Linked DNA regions of Anas platyrhynchos: region 1 is linked to region 2. The links are chromatin contacts, called in public Hi-C maps. All regions are on one chromosome and are shown on one strand. The core of a region is the stretch at or near the end of the contact, and the rest is flanking DNA. Distances in the headings are between cores, read along the strand shown. Region 1 overlaps CDC27 (cell division cycle 27). Region 2 overlaps KANSL1 (KAT8 regulatory NSL complex subunit 1).

Region 1 (3,781 bases), core at 1,007-3,506, 90 kb before region 2:
CAGAGTCAACCCTAGACACTATAATGCATGGTAAGTCGTGCTTCAACCCTTTTGTGTTGCATGTGATGTGGAACACCTTTTGGAGAAAAGTTAAACGTGCTGCCACTGGCAATGTTTTCTTAGCACTGTTCACACTAAGAAGAGAGCAAAGCTGCTCCTGCAGAAGATGTGGACCTCATCTATTTGTTAAACACTTACTTTACACAGGGAGTGCAAGAAATCGGAGCTTTTCTGGCTTCTATTGATCTTTTGGGCTGTGTTATGCCAACTGTTTTGTTCTGTGCAGCACTCCTTGTGCATCTAGTTGTTTGTTCTTCACTTGCAGCTGGACAGATGAGATCTGTCCTCTTACACCTTAGGATGTAATCTGTTTCTTGTAGCTTTTTTTGAGGGGAAAAAACATAGTAGTAAAATTCAGATTTGCTAATGTAAGTCACCTAATCTTTTAGACAATTCTGTATGCTTTCTATCTTTGTAGCTCTTCAGCTAGTTTTTTTGTGTATTGGATATCAATTCTTCAACCTATGTAGTCAAGAGAAAAGTAACTTTAGTCATAGCTTTTTCCTATAAAGAGTCACTTCTTACCCTTGGTGGAGTGGCAAGTCTATATTAACTAACTTTTGTCAGTGAATATATTATCAGTGTGCTCAGAATGCAGTCTTACTTAACAAAATTATTTTTCTGTTTGCAGGTATGGGTTGGGAATGATTTATTACAAACAGGAAAAATTCAGTCTAGCAGAAATGCATTTCCAGAAAGCACTTGATATCAATCCTCAGAGCTCAGTCTTACTGTGCCACATTGGAGTAGTAAGTAGTCTGTACTCAGCTCTCTCCTTGTTAGGTTTTAATCTGCCTCTGTACTTTGCTTGCAGTAGTCCTACTAAACTTGTTTTAAGCACAAAAGTAAAAGCTCAGAGTACCTCTTACAGGATCTTAAGTGCCATATGGATCAATAGCCATGGGATTAATGTGTGAAGGAAATACACCCTCCTCTCTCCTCACCCCCAGTTGTTTTTAGCCAGTAATGAAATATACTATCAGGCTGTGTATATGAGTAAGCCAAGTTACTAGTGGTATGAAAGTCAAGCCCATGTGCAGTTATTCATGGGAACAGCATATTGAATTTGCAGGGCGATCTGGAAAGCTGGTCGTTTGTCCATCTGCCACTGTGGTACGTAAAGCAGTACCTCAGCCATAAGCCTCACTCCAGCAAATGTGATAAAGCAGTTCTCAGATGTTAGTGATGGCAACAAAAGGCTGTGCAAACATGAACAGGTAACCTGCTGGCATTCACTCACCTGTTATGCAGCAGCAAAGTTGTCAGGGTCTGTAGGAACAGTAGGATTCTTACCACTTAAGCACTGAGAATGGCATTGAGCTTACTCCTGGCCAAAGACTAGATGATTTCTATCAGCCAGTGGATGGATGGTGTTTTGAAGTGGTGATAAGGAGAAGTAAAGCTTGCTTTCTTAAGACTTGGTCTGGAATTGGACTACTTTTTTTTTTTTTGGAAACATATTGTAAGCAAATATATCTTAGAAGCAAGTATAACTTACCTGCCAGACAAGTCTGTTTGGCCATTTTCCCTTTTTAAGGTTTTCCTTCCGTTCTGTAATAGGTCCAGCATGCACTGAAAAAATCTGAAAAGGCTTTGGATACCCTAAACAAAGCTATTAACATTGACCCCAAGAACCCGCTATGCAAATTCCATAGAGCTTCTGTATTATTTGCAAATGAAAAGTACAAGGTAAGATTTGGTACACATAGACAACCTTAAATTATCTTGAAATTGCTATGAATGGGGATACACTGGTGGCTGAATGTGAACTGGTAACATCAAGGCTTGCAGCATGAGCAGGAAGATTGACCTACCCTGTGGAGTCTAGCATAAAGCACCTGCTTTGGCAAGTGCCACCTTTGCAATATGTTAAATTTTTTGATTGTCATAAAACCTGAAGCCAACAGGTACCTTTTTAAATTAATATTTTAGTCTCTCCCTGAAAAAAGGAGATGTTATTGCAGCTGTCACCAAGATGGGGCTGTGCTATCATGAATTTCTGTTAAACTACTAAAAATTGGCTCAGCAAACAGCCCCACAACAGATTATAGCAATAAGAACTAGCCATTTGAAAGGCTGTATTATCAAGTAAAAAATAGGAAGCCAAATAATTTGTGTGATCCCTTGCTGACTTGTACCCTATTTATGATTGGAGACTATCTTCCCACAGTCTGTCTTTCCAGTGACTCTTGTCCTCTGGCCTGTTTTTCTTGGCCACAGAATACAAGCTGCAGTCTGGCTTCTGAAACCTTGCTTCAGAAGTGTGTGTACATATGTAAAGGGAAAACTTTACTTAGAACTTGTGTTGAGAATTCATAATGTAACCAGTTAAACATAAGAAGTATTAAGGTTAAGGAATTACTGAAGTGCTATTTGTAGATTGATTTTTAAAAATTAAAAGCAGAGGATAAATATGGGAGCAGAAGAATATTGAGTATTTTTCTAGGAGACCAAAGCCCAACAGACTTTCTCTGTTGCTATAACTGTGCTATAATATCATACATTATTTACATGAGGAAATAATGTAAAAGAAGCCTTAGATTCCTGTACTGTTGTTCTTGGTGGAGTATACTGTATGTAAATGCCAGGGTTCTCGTCAGCATTAAAATGCACTTTAGTGAAGCTGTAACTGGTTGCAGACTGCTAGCTTGTACTTAATCTTTTTCTCTTCCTTTTCAGTCTGCTTTACAAGAACTTGAAGAACTGAAACAGATTGTTCCCAAAGAGTCTCTTGTTTACTTTTTAATAGGAAAGGTAGGTGGAACTTAACTGTGTTCGTAAGTACTTTGCTTTCCTTCATTGCAGAAATGTATGCTTAATGAGAAAATTTGATGCCTGTCACTAAGCTGCTTCCATTTGGGGCAGTATTCTAAAAATTCCCAAAGCTTTAAATAAGACTTACTGCATATAAACTCACAGCTTTATCAGCTTTTAAATGCAGAAGACAGGAGCAGCCTCAAGGTATTTTTAAAACCAAGAAAAAATAACTGTCCCCTGTTGTTCTGAGCCGCCTTTGATTCACTACTGTCAACCTGAAAATTTGTTTTAGAAACTGAGAAATAGATCTTTGAGATAATTCACTGTAAAAAAAGATGTACTGGTTATGAATAGTTGTGTATTTTTCCTTGAAAATGGAACTCCATTAAGAGTTGATCCAGTGTTATAGCAGCAATGGAAATGGTCTATCCCTCAAAATTAAGAATTTCTATCAGCCAGACATGTTTTTTTGGACATGAAGCTATTAAAATATTGAATCACACTCCAATATGTCATATCAGAAATGTTGAATGTTGAATTTTTGGAGTATTTAAGTCTCCATCAGTAGCTTCAGTGTCTCATTCAGTTGATGGCTTTCCCAAAAGAATTGTAGAAAGCTATAAGCTTGGAAAGCGAGAAGTCTTTATTCAGGACAGGGCTAACACAGGAAAAGATGCTACTAGTCCATCAACTGTATTCACATTCCAACTTTTTTTGTTTAATGCCAGAGAAAAGTAATCTGGTACAAGTTCTTCCTCACCGATCTTCTTTGGCTAACGTGCTTTAAGTTTTGCAATTTTTTTCTTCTGTGGGTGGTCATTAGGAAGCAACAAGGCAAGTTAGTCTCTTTCACAGTACTGGGTAACTCTTAATCAATGAGACTTCTTTTGAACTAGAGAGGAGTAAAAGGATTTGTGCTGAAATTTTGTGACTGGTGTTTATCCAGGAGTAGCTGGACCTCTAA
Region 2 (3,735 bases), core at 710-3,209:
GCAGTGCCTGCCTGGTGCTTTTGCCCGTAGTGAGTTGGGTTTGATTTATTTGAGATCACTTCTCTAATTTGTAACCGTGCCTGGGATTGCAGCTCTTTCCTTCAAGGTGCTCGCAGCCCTTCAGAGCCTTCAGGATATTCTCTCTTCCATCATTCAAGTCATTAGTGGAAATTATTTGAATAATGCTAGACTCAGACCGGGCTTTTACAGGATCCAATTTGAAGCATCCTTACATTCTGACAGGGACTCATTGGTAACTGTCTCTGTATGGGTTTTACATCCAGTTGTGCATCCGTGCCATGGTGGTTTCATGGAAAGGAAGTCTGAGGTCTATAAATCTGAATTGGAAGTCTGTCTTGGTTAAAAAACAAGAGGAAAAACTCCTCACTCCGTAAAGACATCCCTGTAGGTGCCAGCTCTTGGCGTAACGATGGCTCTCTGACTTGTCTGAACTAGAAAAAGGCGTTTTTCCTCTCTGACAATGAAATTCTGCTGCCTCATGGTTTTCTAAATGAGTTCTTCAACATAGATAAACTCTTTTAATCAAACCTACTAGATGTTCAGCTGTGCAGGAGAGTTGCAGTTCTCAGGTTTGTAAAAGTGTCCGTCCGAGTCTGGGCTAAGCCAGTGGGTTTTCTGCAGGGTGTTACAAAAAACCTTGAGCCTTGAGGACTTTTTTCATGAGCTGTCAAGGGGGAACGTGTGAACAGAGCCCTTAGAAACATGACCTCTGATAGTCTGAATTCCTGTCCCCTTCCCAGGTCCACCGTAACAGCCTGGTGCGATGTAGCTGCGACGTGAACCCCTCGTGCGCTCTGTGTGGCACCCGGAGCTCGACGACTCTGGAAATCCAGTACGATGCCCCTCTGCTGGAGCGCCTCTCCCAGCTGGACTCCTGCATCCATCCTGTTCTATCATTCCCAGATGGTAAGCACGGCACCCACAGGACAACCGGGGCCCGAAATGGGAGACGTGGGATGTGCAGGGCTTCACCCCGAGGAATCGCAGAGCTGCTGGGCGCTGTTAAGACCGAGCTCCTTCGTCTGCAAGTGGTTTTAGGGGCAGAGCGCTTACTGGAGCCTGCGAGTCCATGCTGGGACCTGGCCCTCGGGCTGGTGTCATTACAAACCAGTTGAGAAATATTGGCTTCTGCAGAATTTATTCATCTGTGTAAAATTACTTGTGGATTGGTTGAAGTCACAGAAAACTTCTTTGACCTTGTATGGAATTGTAAATGAGCTGAGCTGGGTCAGAGGGTACAAGAAGGGATGTTCCCATTAGGATGCTCATTTCCCTGCGTTCTGGTTTCAAGGTTAGTCATCGTTGAGAGGAGTAATTCACCACCCCTGGCTGTGGGGCATTCACACTCGGTGCGTGGGGACTTCTCCCAGCGCTGTGGTAGTTGTAGTTTCCAGGGTCTTCTGCTTCCTAAGCTCCCGACTTAAAAACAAGCTACTGCTTTGACCAAAAACAACTGCCCTGCAGGAAATTGGTGTCCTCCTGTCATCTTTTCCCTCTGATCCCAGAATACAGGGCTGCAAACTGGCACTTCTATCAGGAGAGCCAGGAATTAAACGTCACAGCAGTCGCTTTGCTTGCTAGGAGAGGCTCGGGGTGTAAGACACCGCTGGCACCGCACGGAGGGAGCTGCACGCTCCTGCTGCTGGTGATGAGAAGTGCTTGGTCTGGGTTAAGACACGGGGCTGGTGTGCGCAGAGCTAAATTCCAGCTTTGTGCAAACTTTGTGCAACAGTAGGAAATGCATGGCATGTCTGGGAACAATTAATCTGGCATCTTTCAGGAGCCCTGTGTTTAAAGCAGACTTAAAAAAACAAATTTGGGCTATTTTTAAAAACTAAATCCCCACCCATCCTTAAGAAACATCCCTGTGTTAAGGAATGCTACAGGAATTGAATGTGCTGACCTCCTGCGGCGCAGCACCAGTAATCCTCTGCCCGGAGTGCTGGATGTGACACCCCGTGGGGCGGCGAGCAGCCCTGTTACAAACCATTGCATCACGGCCACCAGCAGAGCCTCATCCATTTTATTAGGGTCAGCCGCAGCCAGCTCACATGATGAAAGATCTCTTCTGGCTTCATGCATGAGATTAAAAACTTTGTGTTTAAAACTAGGGTGTTTAAAGCTTCAGGGGTCTGCACAGAAGCACCTCCTCTGCCCCCCACCCGGAGCCGGGGATGGAGTCACTTGGATTATTCCCTAGTGCCTCGTAGAGTTTTGCTAGGGTTGCTTTTTGGGGCTGGGGGTACCTTCCCAGCGAGGCACACAGCAAAGCAAGGGAAGCGCTCAGCCTGAAGTTGTCTCCCCGCCAAGTGGCAGCGCTGTTTGCTGCCGGCGCTCCCGCGTGTGGATTTTGGGGGCTCACCCGGAGAGCAATCGGTCCGACGAGCTGGGAGCATGTGCTGCCTTTTGCTTTGAGCCCATGTCCCTGGGGCTCCTCCAGCAGCCAGGGCTCTCCGGTGCAGTTTGCCAAGGGCAAAACCTCCAGGAGCACTGCAGGAGGAAAAAGCTCCTTTCATTCTCCTGGCAGGCAGGCGGGCGGGGAGGCTCGGTGCCTTTTAACCCGCTCTGCGAGCGCTTTTTCCCCTTCCCTTTGCTCTTTTTTTTTTTTTTTCTCTCTGCTTCGGCTGATTTCTAGCTGGGAATTTTCAGATGATGTAATAACCTTGGTGGGAAGGATGGGAGCCGCGGCGCGCGGGCTCGGCGCGGTTGCCATCTGCCGGTCCTTGGGCAGGCTGCAGCGCGCTGCAGGAGGAGCGGCGCCGGCGCTGCGCGGGCTCCGCTGCAACCAGCACTGGCGGCAGGGCAGAGGAAAAAACACAGCAGATTACTCATTTTTCTGCTTTGCCTTCCTTTTTCTCCTCCCTCCCAACCTGGCCCGTCCTGCCACAGACATGTGAGCTGCTGTGGAGGGAGTGAATTTCCAGGAGAAAGCAAAAGGTTGGCAAAGAGGCCATTTTCCCAAAGGCTGCAGCATCCTGCTCTGGAACCTTGCTGGCTGCATAATCAAAGGGTTTGAGCCCTCTCTTCTCTTCGGGACGTGTCTCTGCACACAGCAGTGGTGGCCAAAGAGCTGCTGTCACACCGTGATCACCTCTCCTTCCCAAACAGATGGGGCCAAACCAGAGCTGTAGCTGTCAAAGCCTGTTAAACGCAGCTGTCCTGGCTTTTTCCTGAGGGTCAGGTTCCCCCTATTAATAACAGCGGGCTCCAGCCCGAGCTCTGCCAGCTCCCGCTGTCCTGTTTGCCTGTCCCAGCTCTGCTGGGGCTTTCCAGTCCCTGGACCTATTGGGAAATGGTGAAGGGGTTCAAATATCAGCCATCGAGCCTATCGGCAGGGCTTCAATCCCTTCAGGTTGCCCTCTGAGGTTATCGAGATGGACTTCCCAAATCGCAGGGCAGCTCGTGAGCACTGCCGTGTCCCCTCTGTAGGCCTCGCAGGGAGCTTTATTCCTGCTGCAGGGCCTGGGAAGGTTCATCTCCGAGCAGGGTTGCTTCAAAATCCCCCTGAAAATGTTGCGTTGAGACCTAGGGGAGGGATGTTTTACTGCTCGTGCTCATCTCCGTGCTTCTCGCTCCTGGTTTCAGCAGCCGGAGCCAGCACTGAGCTGTCAGGACAGCTCAGAAGGAGAGCGATGGGTGGGATGCCAAACCTCGTGCTGATATACAGAGATCTTAGGGGTGGTTGGAGAAGATAAGAGAACTACCGAGATGTGA

What was found. A called contact is a pair of places that touch in the nucleus more often than the background predicts.
Region 1: a contact with region 2 is called in a Hi-C map of subcutaneous adipose tissue, with 3 times the contacts expected there. The contact joins two enhancer-like sites. A contact is called at or near these places in 4 of 8 Hi-C or Micro-C datasets (F1 follicle, liver, skeletal muscle and 1 more).

The regions. Positions count from the first base shown.
Region 1 is chr28:3,368,611-3,372,391 of IASCAAS_PekinDuck_T2T, reverse strand. It overlaps CDC27 (cell division cycle 27), which reads left to right. Exons shown (of 19, transcript XM_027445265.3): 14 at 1-30; 15 at 692-809; 16 at 1,621-1,749; 17 at 2,740-2,814. Among named protein-coding and RNA genes, the nearest start is that of KANSL1, 12 kb to the right of the region's middle. Within about 2 kb of position 2,256, at least 1 of the 8 cell types and tissues checked has an H3K27ac peak or open chromatin away from gene starts, as enhancers often do.
Region 2 is chr28:3,278,710-3,282,444 of IASCAAS_PekinDuck_T2T, reverse strand. KANSL1 (KAT8 regulatory NSL complex subunit 1) reads left to right here. Exons shown (of 15, transcript XM_072028706.1): 8 at 762-927. Among named protein-coding and RNA genes, the nearest start is that of MAPT, 59 kb to the right of the region's middle. Within about 2 kb of position 1,959, at least 3 of the 8 cell types and tissues checked have an H3K27ac peak or open chromatin away from gene starts, as enhancers often do.